Linked DNA regions of Hordeum vulgare: region 2 is linked to region 1. A link is a contact called in public Hi-C data. All regions are on one chromosome and are shown on one strand. The core of a region is the stretch at or near the end of the contact, and the rest is flanking DNA. Distances in the headings are between cores, read along the strand shown.

The links. Hi-C and Micro-C count contacts between places; a contact is called where the count stands out from the background.
Region 2: a contact with region 1 is called in a Hi-C map of leaf, with 4 times the contacts expected there. The contact joins the promoter of LOC123445453 here to the enhancer-like site in region 1. A contact is called at or near these places in 3 of 6 Hi-C or Micro-C datasets (leaf and seedling).

What each region holds. Positions count from the first base shown.
Region 1 is chr3H:592,982,758-592,987,796 of MorexV3_pseudomolecules_assembly, forward strand. No RefSeq gene overlaps it. Among protein-coding and RNA genes, the nearest start is that of LOC123445452, 26 kb to the left of the region's middle. Within about 2 kb of position 2,649, at least 2 of the 3 cell types and tissues checked have open chromatin away from gene starts, as enhancers often do. A contact at or near this core is called in leaf, where this site is marked.
Region 2 is chr3H:593,352,822-593,357,953 of MorexV3_pseudomolecules_assembly, forward strand. It overlaps LOC123445453 (hexokinase-3-like), which reads left to right and starts at 3,792. Exons shown (of 9, transcript XM_045122438.1): 1 at 3,792-4,331. The coding sequence starts at 4,060.

The DNA.
Region 1 (5,039 bases), core at 1,399-3,898:
CACTCTAAGGGTACCATTTTCCCGGTGCGTGGGGTTAAAACTGTTGCAAGCGTCAAGAGCACCCATGACCTCTTGGTAGTATCACCATCATCATTTCTCGCTTTGTGAAGCACATCCATTGTATGCACAATTGGAGCCCTGCCGTTCTTGTAATAAATGTTGTGGAGGTCACACTGCTCATGTCTCTTGTAAAGCTCAACTGTTCTATTGCCTGATGGAATATTGAAAACCTTCTTCACCATGTCTCTTGTAAAAACCACAACCTTATTCCGGTTCAGCCTAAAAACCTATAAAATGTATTAAAATGTTGTTGTCAAAACATGATCTCAAAAAATTACATGTTGAGGACATGCTGTCAGAGAAAAACAAAGAAGATAAGGTGGGTTCAATAACCGAGTTGCCAGTATTGATGTTCATTGTCTACCACTCCATCGGATCGTGCGGCACTGTGAAAGGTGAGATGCTTGCAAGATCACCAAAGCCAGTTTCATCTATGTATTTCCTCTTGGTAGGATTGAGTTTCGTGTTGGCAATTTCACGCAAACGTTTTGCTGCGAACGTTGGCTAAATACATCATCAGACTCCATTGTTTCTTTGTCTAGCAGGTAGCTGCAAAAAAAGTACTGGGTACAACACAAAAAAGCAAAATACTAGTAGGTCAAACAAAAATAAATGACAAAGAAGTTTCTAAACAAACCTTAAATCATGCAACTACAATTAAAAACAATGTGATGGTCATTTGAATTCAGCTCAACCAAAAAAAGTTGAATAACTGCAAGCAACAAAAATACAGTAAGATAAAAATAATGTCTTAAACATCTGACTACCTTGCCTTCCATCTACAAAATGAAGATCTAACCCACATGGCAGCATGCAGGATACAACATGACTTGCCGGACCAAAATAATAGCATCTCGACTAGAAACACTAGCAACAATTGGGCACATAAATCATTATATCCAACAAACAAACCCTAGCTCAAACTCTACATCAATTGGGGACCATGAAGGGGTTGGCGGCTCAAGTGAACCCCAGTGCACAAAATCAAGCAAAAAACGTGTAGATTATCGATTTCCTACCGATCTACTCATCCAACGTAGAAACTAGCCATGAAATCATTTTTTCCCATATTCCACGAATTTTTTTCTGATTAAATTTCTAAATTACTTGAATGTTTTTAAAATATATGAACACTTTCTAAAATTTACATCATATTTAATGCGTGGGTATATTTCAAAGTACAAGAAAATAACATAAATCAACACTTACTAAATCAATATGAATAGCTAAAACAGCTATGCGGACACTTCTTTAGAGCATCTCCATCAGCCACGCTAAACAAGCGCCGCGCTGCAAAATTGATCGTTTTTGCGCGCGCTACCGCTCGGGGCACTACGGCGGAGGCTCAAAAACCGAGCGCGCGGCAAAACCAGTTCGGCGCGCGGACGAAAACGTCATCGCGCGTCGTTTATTTGTTGTGCCTGCTCCCGCGCGCTGCATACTCGAGCCCTTGCTCGCAACTCCACCTATCCATCGAGCCGCGGCGCCGCCGCCGCCCGTGCCACCCCATTTCTTCCGACGATTGTTCCGGCGCTTCCCCGGCCTATCCCTGTGCCGCCGCTGCTTCCTCCATCTCTCTCTAGTCACCGCCGCCCCTCGCGCGCGGCAGTCGTCTGACGAATAACACCCAGCCGCCCATTGCTCGGGATCAAAAGATGGCCCGTCTAGTCACCGCCGCCCCTCGCTCAAACATCATGTATGCTTGTGATATCATGCACAACATAATCATCGAGAATGAGCGTGGTCAATATTTAGACTACTCTCAGTATGAGTTTTTGGGACATCACGTACGAGTGCGGCGGGGGCTGAAAGGGTGGCCCGTTTTGTTGTCTCTTATCATGTCATTCGGTGTCCCGAAATGCGTGTCGATCTTCAGAAGGATCTCATCGAGAAATGGTGGGCATGGAATAACCGACAAAGAGCATCATCATTTGTGCATTTGATGTTGTATTGTTGAACTATTTGTTGTATTGAAAGATAAACTATTTGTTTGAGTTGTAATGAAATTGAACTATTTATGTTGATTTATTTAGTTTGTGTTTGATCTTTTTTGCTTGTGTTTTGAGCGCATATATTGTTTGAACGATAGCGCGCTGCATTTTAGCGCGTCTGCTGGAGCTAGGCGCGCGCGCCGCATTTTACAGCGGCCGCTGGAGCCGGCGCTGGCCGTCGCGCCAAAACGGACGAAGGGCGCGTCGCAAACTCATTTTTAGCGCGTCGCGCGTTGGGTGGCTGTTGGATATACTCTTAGTTACATGAAAACATATATAAAATATTTGCACACTTTTCCTTCTTACGTAAAGCATTTTTTGTCATGTCAAAATATTTTTTTAACATGTACGCATACAAGAAATTCAATATGAACATGTTTTTGATGTATATATGTAATGTGCAGATATTTTGGATCACATAAATATTTTTTCTTTACTATATTTTTAATTAGATTGAAATTTGTCGGAAAAAAGGTATCATGTTTTAGGCAAAAACAAATGTACCTCTATAGGCAGCACTATGAGCTACTGGTTACTTCATGGCCCAGCGTAAAGTCACCACCGTTAATTCTTTGGGCAGCGTGTCCAAAAACAAAAAATTCTTTCGGCAGTCTCGTCCGAGGGAGCGCAAGACTGGCCCGGCCCAGCTAACTGGAGGCCACATCCTCGTTTGCTTCTTTATGGAAAAAAAATGTGTATGACAAATTGTCAATCAAGTATTTAAAAAAATATTTATCATGCATATTTTTTTTAATAATATTATATATATGTATATATAAATTATTCGTCATATATACTCCCTCCGTTCCTAAATATAAGTCTTTAAAGAGGTTTCATTAGTGGACTGCATACGGATGTATATAGACATATTTTAGAGTGTAGATTCACTTATTTTGCTTCGTATGTAGACTCCTATTGAAATATCTTAAAAGATTTATATTTAGGAACGGAGGGAGTACAAAAGATGGGGAATTTGTATGATAAAAGTAGTCATCAAACTCAAATATTTAGGCAATATTATTCATTTATTAAAAAATGTTAAGAGTCTATGAAGTATTCCAATTGTATATTAAAATGTAGAATGTGTATTGAAAGTTTGCACATAAAAACATAAAATATGGAAAATGTTGATCATTTACAAAAAAATGTAATCATATATTTCAAAAACGTAAAATGGTCATCAAATAAATTTTTAATAAAATGTTAATAATGCGTTTAAAATGTTAAACAGGCATTAAAAATGTTTCTAATATATTAGAAAAATGGAAAATGTGTATGAAATATGTGGACTTGTGTTGAAGAATAAAAATAAGAAACAAAGAAATACTGGTTATATAGAAGAAAGAAACAAAAGAAACATCTTAGAAATGAAGCAAAATTGAAAACATGAAGCAAACAATGAAAACCCATGAGAAACGGAAGAAAAGTTAAGAAAAACAAAACCGAAGAAAAACTAAGAAAACTGATGAAAATTAAGAACAAATAAAAGACCAAAGAAAAATAAAGAAAATAGGAAAGGAAAGAAAAGAAAGGAAAAAACGAAATGTCTGTGAAAATTGCGAAATAAACTTAGACAACTGATAAAATACTGAAGTTATAACAATGAAAAAGAAGAACCAAATAGAGAAAGAAAAGAAAACTCGGATAAAGCCTACAGCAAGAGAATGTACAAAAATGGGCCGGCCCATATGCACACACCTTTAAGTAAGAACAGCTTTCATCCTCGACGCGAGTGAAGCTGTCGTCTTGCTATAAACGAAACATAGCTCTCGCGAATTCTTTCGCAGCCACCATTTATCGCATTAAACAAGTCCGTAGGGATGGCTCATGTCAAGGTAATCACTACGGTCGGCCCATCGATAAAACCAGGAAGAAAAGGGGCTCACCAAGGGAGCAAACCCTGGCCTTCAGGGGGATAACCAGTGCAGTTGAACATTCTGCCCATTTTGAGTTACTCGTTAGTAATAGGATTGCGACCTACTAGATGCGATTGGAGCAAATCTCCTCCCATTTTTCTTTTTTTATTTTATTTATTTCTTCTCTGATTTTTTCATTCTTCTCCTTTTTCTTCTCTGATTTTTTGTTTCATTTTTTTTCACTCTATAATCTTATACACTTGATAGAAATATTCAAATACTTGTTAAATATTTTTCAAATAATTGTTCAACATTTCAATATACATGTTCAACAGTTTTAAATACCTTTTCAATAACAATTCAAACAAGTTTTCATCATTTTTCTAGTACTTATTCTGTATTTTTCAAATGCTTATCCAATATTTCTATGTACATAATATTTTTGATAATATATCTATTTAAACTATTTTAAATTATAAAAAAAGTACGAAAATGAAAGTAAAAAAATCATTAAAAAGACATGAAAATGCGGCTGTGGCCTCGCATGCTCGTGGGCTAGCCCAGCTTGTTCACAGTTCAGCGAGTCCGAAGCCAGACGTGCTGAAGGCGAGACGTAGTCACGCCCGAATTCTTTGCGTCTGGGTTCTTTTATTCCGGGCCTAGTAAACCAACTGCAGGCCTACCCCTGTTAAGTGCTGTGGCATAGATATCCGAATGTCGAGGCTGGTTAAAACGTTTCTTCCTTCCTTCATCCAGATTACAGCCTTCCCCACCCAGCAAAATAAAAAAAGATTACAACTTTCCCCTAAAAAATCCAGCTTGCAACCTTTATTTACATCCTTGCCATCAAAAAAGAGCTCGAGATACAAGGCTGCACGGCACACTCCCTCCGTCCAAAAATACTTGTCATAAAAATGAATGTATCTACATGTATTTTATTTTTAAATACATATAATTTTATATATCTGTATAACAAGTGATCTGGACGAAGAGAGTAATTGAATAGTTTACATATAAAAATAACAACCGGAATACTATACCTACTCGCAAAGAAAAAGTCTTAAAACATCAAAGAAAATACCCACACCTACACTCTCCTCAGAGACGTCCGAACTCGAGTAATGCGATATGT
Region 2 (5,132 bases), core at 2,542-5,041, 370 kb after region 1:
TTTTTTTCACAGTTTTCAACATTTTTAACAGTTGTGCAAACAATTTTGTTACATTGTGTTAACATTTTAGTGAAGTTGGGACAATTGGAATTTTTACACACGAAATTTGATCTAATGCTACATAAATCATTTTAGTGAAGTTGGAAATTACTAAATATAGCATTTATTGTAAGTGTATTATAATTAAACTCATTATCTTGTTCTTTAGCTTAAATAGGTTAAATAATTTTGTTCCAAATCAGTAAAATACATGGAGAATGTTTTTTGGAATTTTCAGATATATGACCATATTGTTTTATGGGTACACTGAATAGTTATATTTTTTAAAATTTAATATTTTTATTATGATGTTTAAGAATTTTTTTGACGAACTTAGTTAAGTGAATAAACATTTGTTACTCACTAGTGGCCTAGCCACACAGTTATTGATGTTGCAGTGCGTTACACGCATTAGGAAGTCGCAGTGTGTCATTCACTTTTGGAACATATTTTTGAAACGCATGAACATTGTTTGAAAGGTCAAGTATATTATTTTGAATGGTACAATTTTTTTTCTTTCAATTTATGCCTTTCTTGCATTGTGTAAATACTTTCAAAAATGTCACATGCATTTTTTGAAAATTAGGAACCTTTCTAAAATGCCATGAACATTTTTTAATGCTATGAAATTTTCAAAGGTGCACAAACATTATTTTCCCCGCTTTATCATTTTTTAGAGTACTATGAAGATTTTATGAAATCAAGTAAATGCTTGTAAATTGATTATTTATAATATTTCAGAATATACATAAAATAAAAAGGAGAAAGAAAAAAGGAACGGAAACTAGCATGCCTATGAACGTCTACCGCGCTATGTTTTGCTCAAATATCATATTGTAGGTAGTCCAGTAAAAGATTGGTGTATAAGTTGGTGGTTAAATATATTATGACTCCATCTGACTAACCTCGTGACGATATTCATGACGGTCTCTCCATGTCCGTCATAAGGGTGTCATCGTTGTGAGGCCCATTCTCATCTTACCATCCACGAAGGTATTTACATAGTGACGGTTTCTAAGAACGTCATCTGAAATCCGTCATGGATTAACAAGTTTCGTGACGACTTCCATTGATCCCCTCAACAAATACCTTGGGTTGCAAGGATCATGCCTCACTATACCTTACTGAAATACTCACACAGGGAGATTAGATCACGTGAAGAAAACATTGAAGAACACATCTGAGGATTGATTGATTGCAATATGTCTTACAATGAATGCGTTGTGCGATGCACGATGACAACTATGAACTACATGAGAGAGGACTATGGTGGTGAAGATGGCTATGGAGATGAAAATGGTGGCTAGGGTTTGTGGATGACGAAGATGATGAAGAGGTCCTCGCTGCGCTCGACGTTGTTTTCTTGACACTTCGACGAGGTCCCTTTTATAAAAGTTGTTCACATGGATGACCTCCCTCGGTTTCCACGCCAAATGACTGCATGGAACACCTTCTTTTGCTCTGGATGGCCTCACACGCCTCCTCGTGATTGATTCTTCCTCCATTTTCCTTCATTTCCATTCCCCCACATGATTTCTTCCCTTTTTAGCCCGATTCATGCGGAAAAACATTAACGAGAGGATTTGTGGAATCCTTTGCATGCATTAGTCATTAGAGGTAAACAGGTCATATCATAGCGAATGTCTCTCTTATAATAAAATATCTTGGTTTAAACGAGGTTGAAATTAGTGTAAAAATATCACTCATCATGTGTCATATGTCGTCTAGGTTGCTTTGTTGTGGTTCATGGCCTGCTGGCACTCCTAAGGATGTAACACCACCTCTTGGGCAAGACCACTACATGTTGCAGCTCACACTTTTCTGTTGTTGTGTCATGTGCCATCATGTTGCTTTGTCGCGGTACATGGCTTGTTCGCACTACTAAGGATGTAATACCACCTCTAAGGCAAAGGCATTAATTTTTGAAGCCGAGACTTTTCTATCATTGTGTCATGTGTCGTCCAGGTTGCTTTGTCATGGTTCAGGACTTGCTGGCACTGCTAAGGATGTAACAACACCTCTTCGGAAGGGCATTAATTGTTGAAGCTGACACTTTTCTGTCGTTGTGTAATGTGTCGTCCATGTTTCTTTCTCGTGGTTCATGGCTTCCTGGCACTAGTAAGAATGTAACACCACCTTTTGGGAAGGCCATCAATTGCTGAAGCTGGCACTTTTCTATCGGTGTGTCATGTGCCGCCCAGGTTGCTTTGTCGCGGTTCATGGGTTCGTGGCAAGTCCAATAATTGTTGCAGATGACACTTTTCTATCGTTGTGTCATGTGTCGTCCAGGTTGCTTTGTCGCGGTTCATGGGTTGGTGGCAAGTCCAGTAATTGTTGCAACTGGCACTTTTTGCGTCGTTGTGTCATGTGCCGTCTAGGTTGCTTTGTCACGGTTCATGGGTTGGTAGCAGGTCGAGTAATTGTTGCAGCTGGCACTTTTTGTATCGTTGTGTCATGTGTCGTTCACATTGCTTTGTCGTGGTTAATGGCTTGCTCGCATTGTTGAGGATGCAACGTCATCGCCAAATGAGCGGTGTTGCTTTGTTGTCCTTTTATGATTGATTGTATTCTGGGTTGTCAATAGCTGGCGTGCGGTATTAAGTTATATGTTGTTTTGTCTAAAAAAGCAACGTTTTGCATAAGTTTTCAGTTTACAACTTTCTCATGAATAAGGTCATTGTATTATTTTGTAAAATGCAAAAACACCCTAACCTTTTGAGGTAGTTAAAATCAAGAGTATGATAAAATCAAGAGGAATTTCTCATTGATAAGGTCATTGTATTCTCCCCTATAGAATAATGATAACCATACGTGACATGATAATGATTTAGCCAGATAATTCCTTCATAGACGTCCTAGCTACTTCAATCTATATGGAACTGAAATATAGAAGAAATACTATATTTCATCATTTTTGGCATGCCAATGATTCAACTAGAACCGATGTCTTTGCATATATCCTAATACAACACACGTAGGCCCAAAATATAGGAGAAATGCTATATACACACATGGTTAAAAAAGGGAATATTAAATCTTTACCAAATGGTTGGCGTCTCCAAATGCCTATGTCGTCTTTTTAGGCACACCAATGTTACAATAACAATGCACCTGTTTTTGGCAACTGTTCAGGATTATCTCGAAGAATGGTAACCAATTTAGTAAAAGAAAAAATTACGATCGTGCCCAAACACTTTACCGGCCAAAATTGCGAAGCAAACCCAGCATCACAAATCTGTTATAGACGAGAACAATATATTTTAATTGACCGCTAGATGAAAATATGCAATGGGATGGCCTTAAATAAGGTAATCACATGAACATTTCGTCGTTTCACTGCTTTCATCCATTTTCCGTTATTTGCGGCACAAACAAATAAACAAAGCTTTTATTGAGTCATTTAAATTGTAGAAGAATTCCTGTACCCAAGAATTCAAAATGCATTCCCAAACAGAAAAGGAAAGAAAGAAGAACCGTGGGCACAAAATTTACAACCCACGCCATGAAAACCCTTTTCTCAAAAGAAAAAACCCCTGAAACCCGCGGCTTTGTTTTAAAACCCTCCACGGAAAGGAAGCCCAACGGACCGGCGGCAGGTCAAACCACCCGTCCAGCAGCCGGGGAAAAAGAAGATTTCGAAAAACTGGAAACCGGACCGGACCGTATTCGAATACGTCGGAATACGGAGGGGGTGACGGCAAGATGGCGCTCCCCAGCATAAATTAAAGCGGACGCAGGCCGCAGCCACGCTCTTGGCTTTCTCTCTCTCTCCCCTGATTTTCTGTCTCTCTCTTTTCTTTCCTTTCCTTTCCCCACTCCGGACCGGACCGGACCGGACTGCTCGCCGCCCGCCGCTCTGTTCCATCCTCCTCGCCATTCCCTCCGGCGCGCCGGGGGGCGGCGGTCGGTGGCCGGCCGGGCGAGGCGGGGCGGCTGGTGGGGGAGGGAGGGAGGGAGGGGAGGCGGGGAGAGGTTGGGGGGATGGTGGCGTGATCGGCGGCGGGCGGCGGGCGGCGGGAGATGGGGAGGGCGGGGTTCGGGGTGGCGGCGGGGTGCGCGGCGGCGACGTGCGCGATCGCAGCGGTGATGGTGGCGCGGCGGGCGGCGGCCAGGGCGCGGTGGCGGCGGGCGGTGGCGCTGCTGCGGGAGTTCGAGGAGGGCTGCGCCACGCCGGCCGCGCGCCTGCGCCAGGTCGTCGACGCCATGGTCGTCGAGATGCACGCCGGCCTCGCCTCCGACGGCGGCAGCAAGCTCAAGATGCTCCTCACCTTCGTCGACGCGCTCCCCAACGGGTACGGCCCCCAAGGTCCCCCCTTCCCCCTTACTCCCGCTCCGCCCGCCGCCGCCTGTCTTTTTCTCGCCGATTCCTCGCGCTGCTTTCCTCGGGTTTCTTCCTCCTCCCTCCCCCCCTGCTTTTATTTTCGTTTTTATTTTTAAATAACTCCGGCGATTCTTCGGCGGAGCGGAAAAAAGGAAACATGTAAAGCCTTTGGTTCTTGCCATCTTTATCTGTTTCTTTGAACGCTTTCTTTCTCCGGTGGTTGGATCATGCCCTCCAATCTCGCCTCGCTAATCCGCCTTTACGCACGCGAATGTGGTCACCCCCCACTTCGCCGAGGTTCTCGCCCCCTCCCCCGCCGTCCTTTTGCCGGGGCTCACGCTTTTCTTCTCGTCGGAGACGAGATGCTGCTGCGAGCACCACATCTCCGTCGAGTTCATATGCATTGGTTGGGTCTGCCAGCCAGCCATCCATCTTTTGGACTGAACGCTGCTGCTGCTGCTGCTGCTGCTAAGCTGGATGGGTTTCACATGTTTTGTCCTCCCCCCTTTTGCGAATCCTGCTCGGCGGCCATGTCTGGCCCTGTTGTGGAATGCCAAACGTATCCGGGTCGCAACCTCCCCGCCTTTCTCATGCCTTCATTCACCCCAACAGTAAACGCACCTGGGCCGTTACTTTTCCCCCCAATGTTTATTGTGTTCATAAAGAAAGAAATGCCCACTCTTTATTCGATTCCGCACAATGCCGCCCGCCATCTGAACTCCACAATGCTGCCACTTAAACTTCTTGGGACGGCAGAGAACCATACCCATCT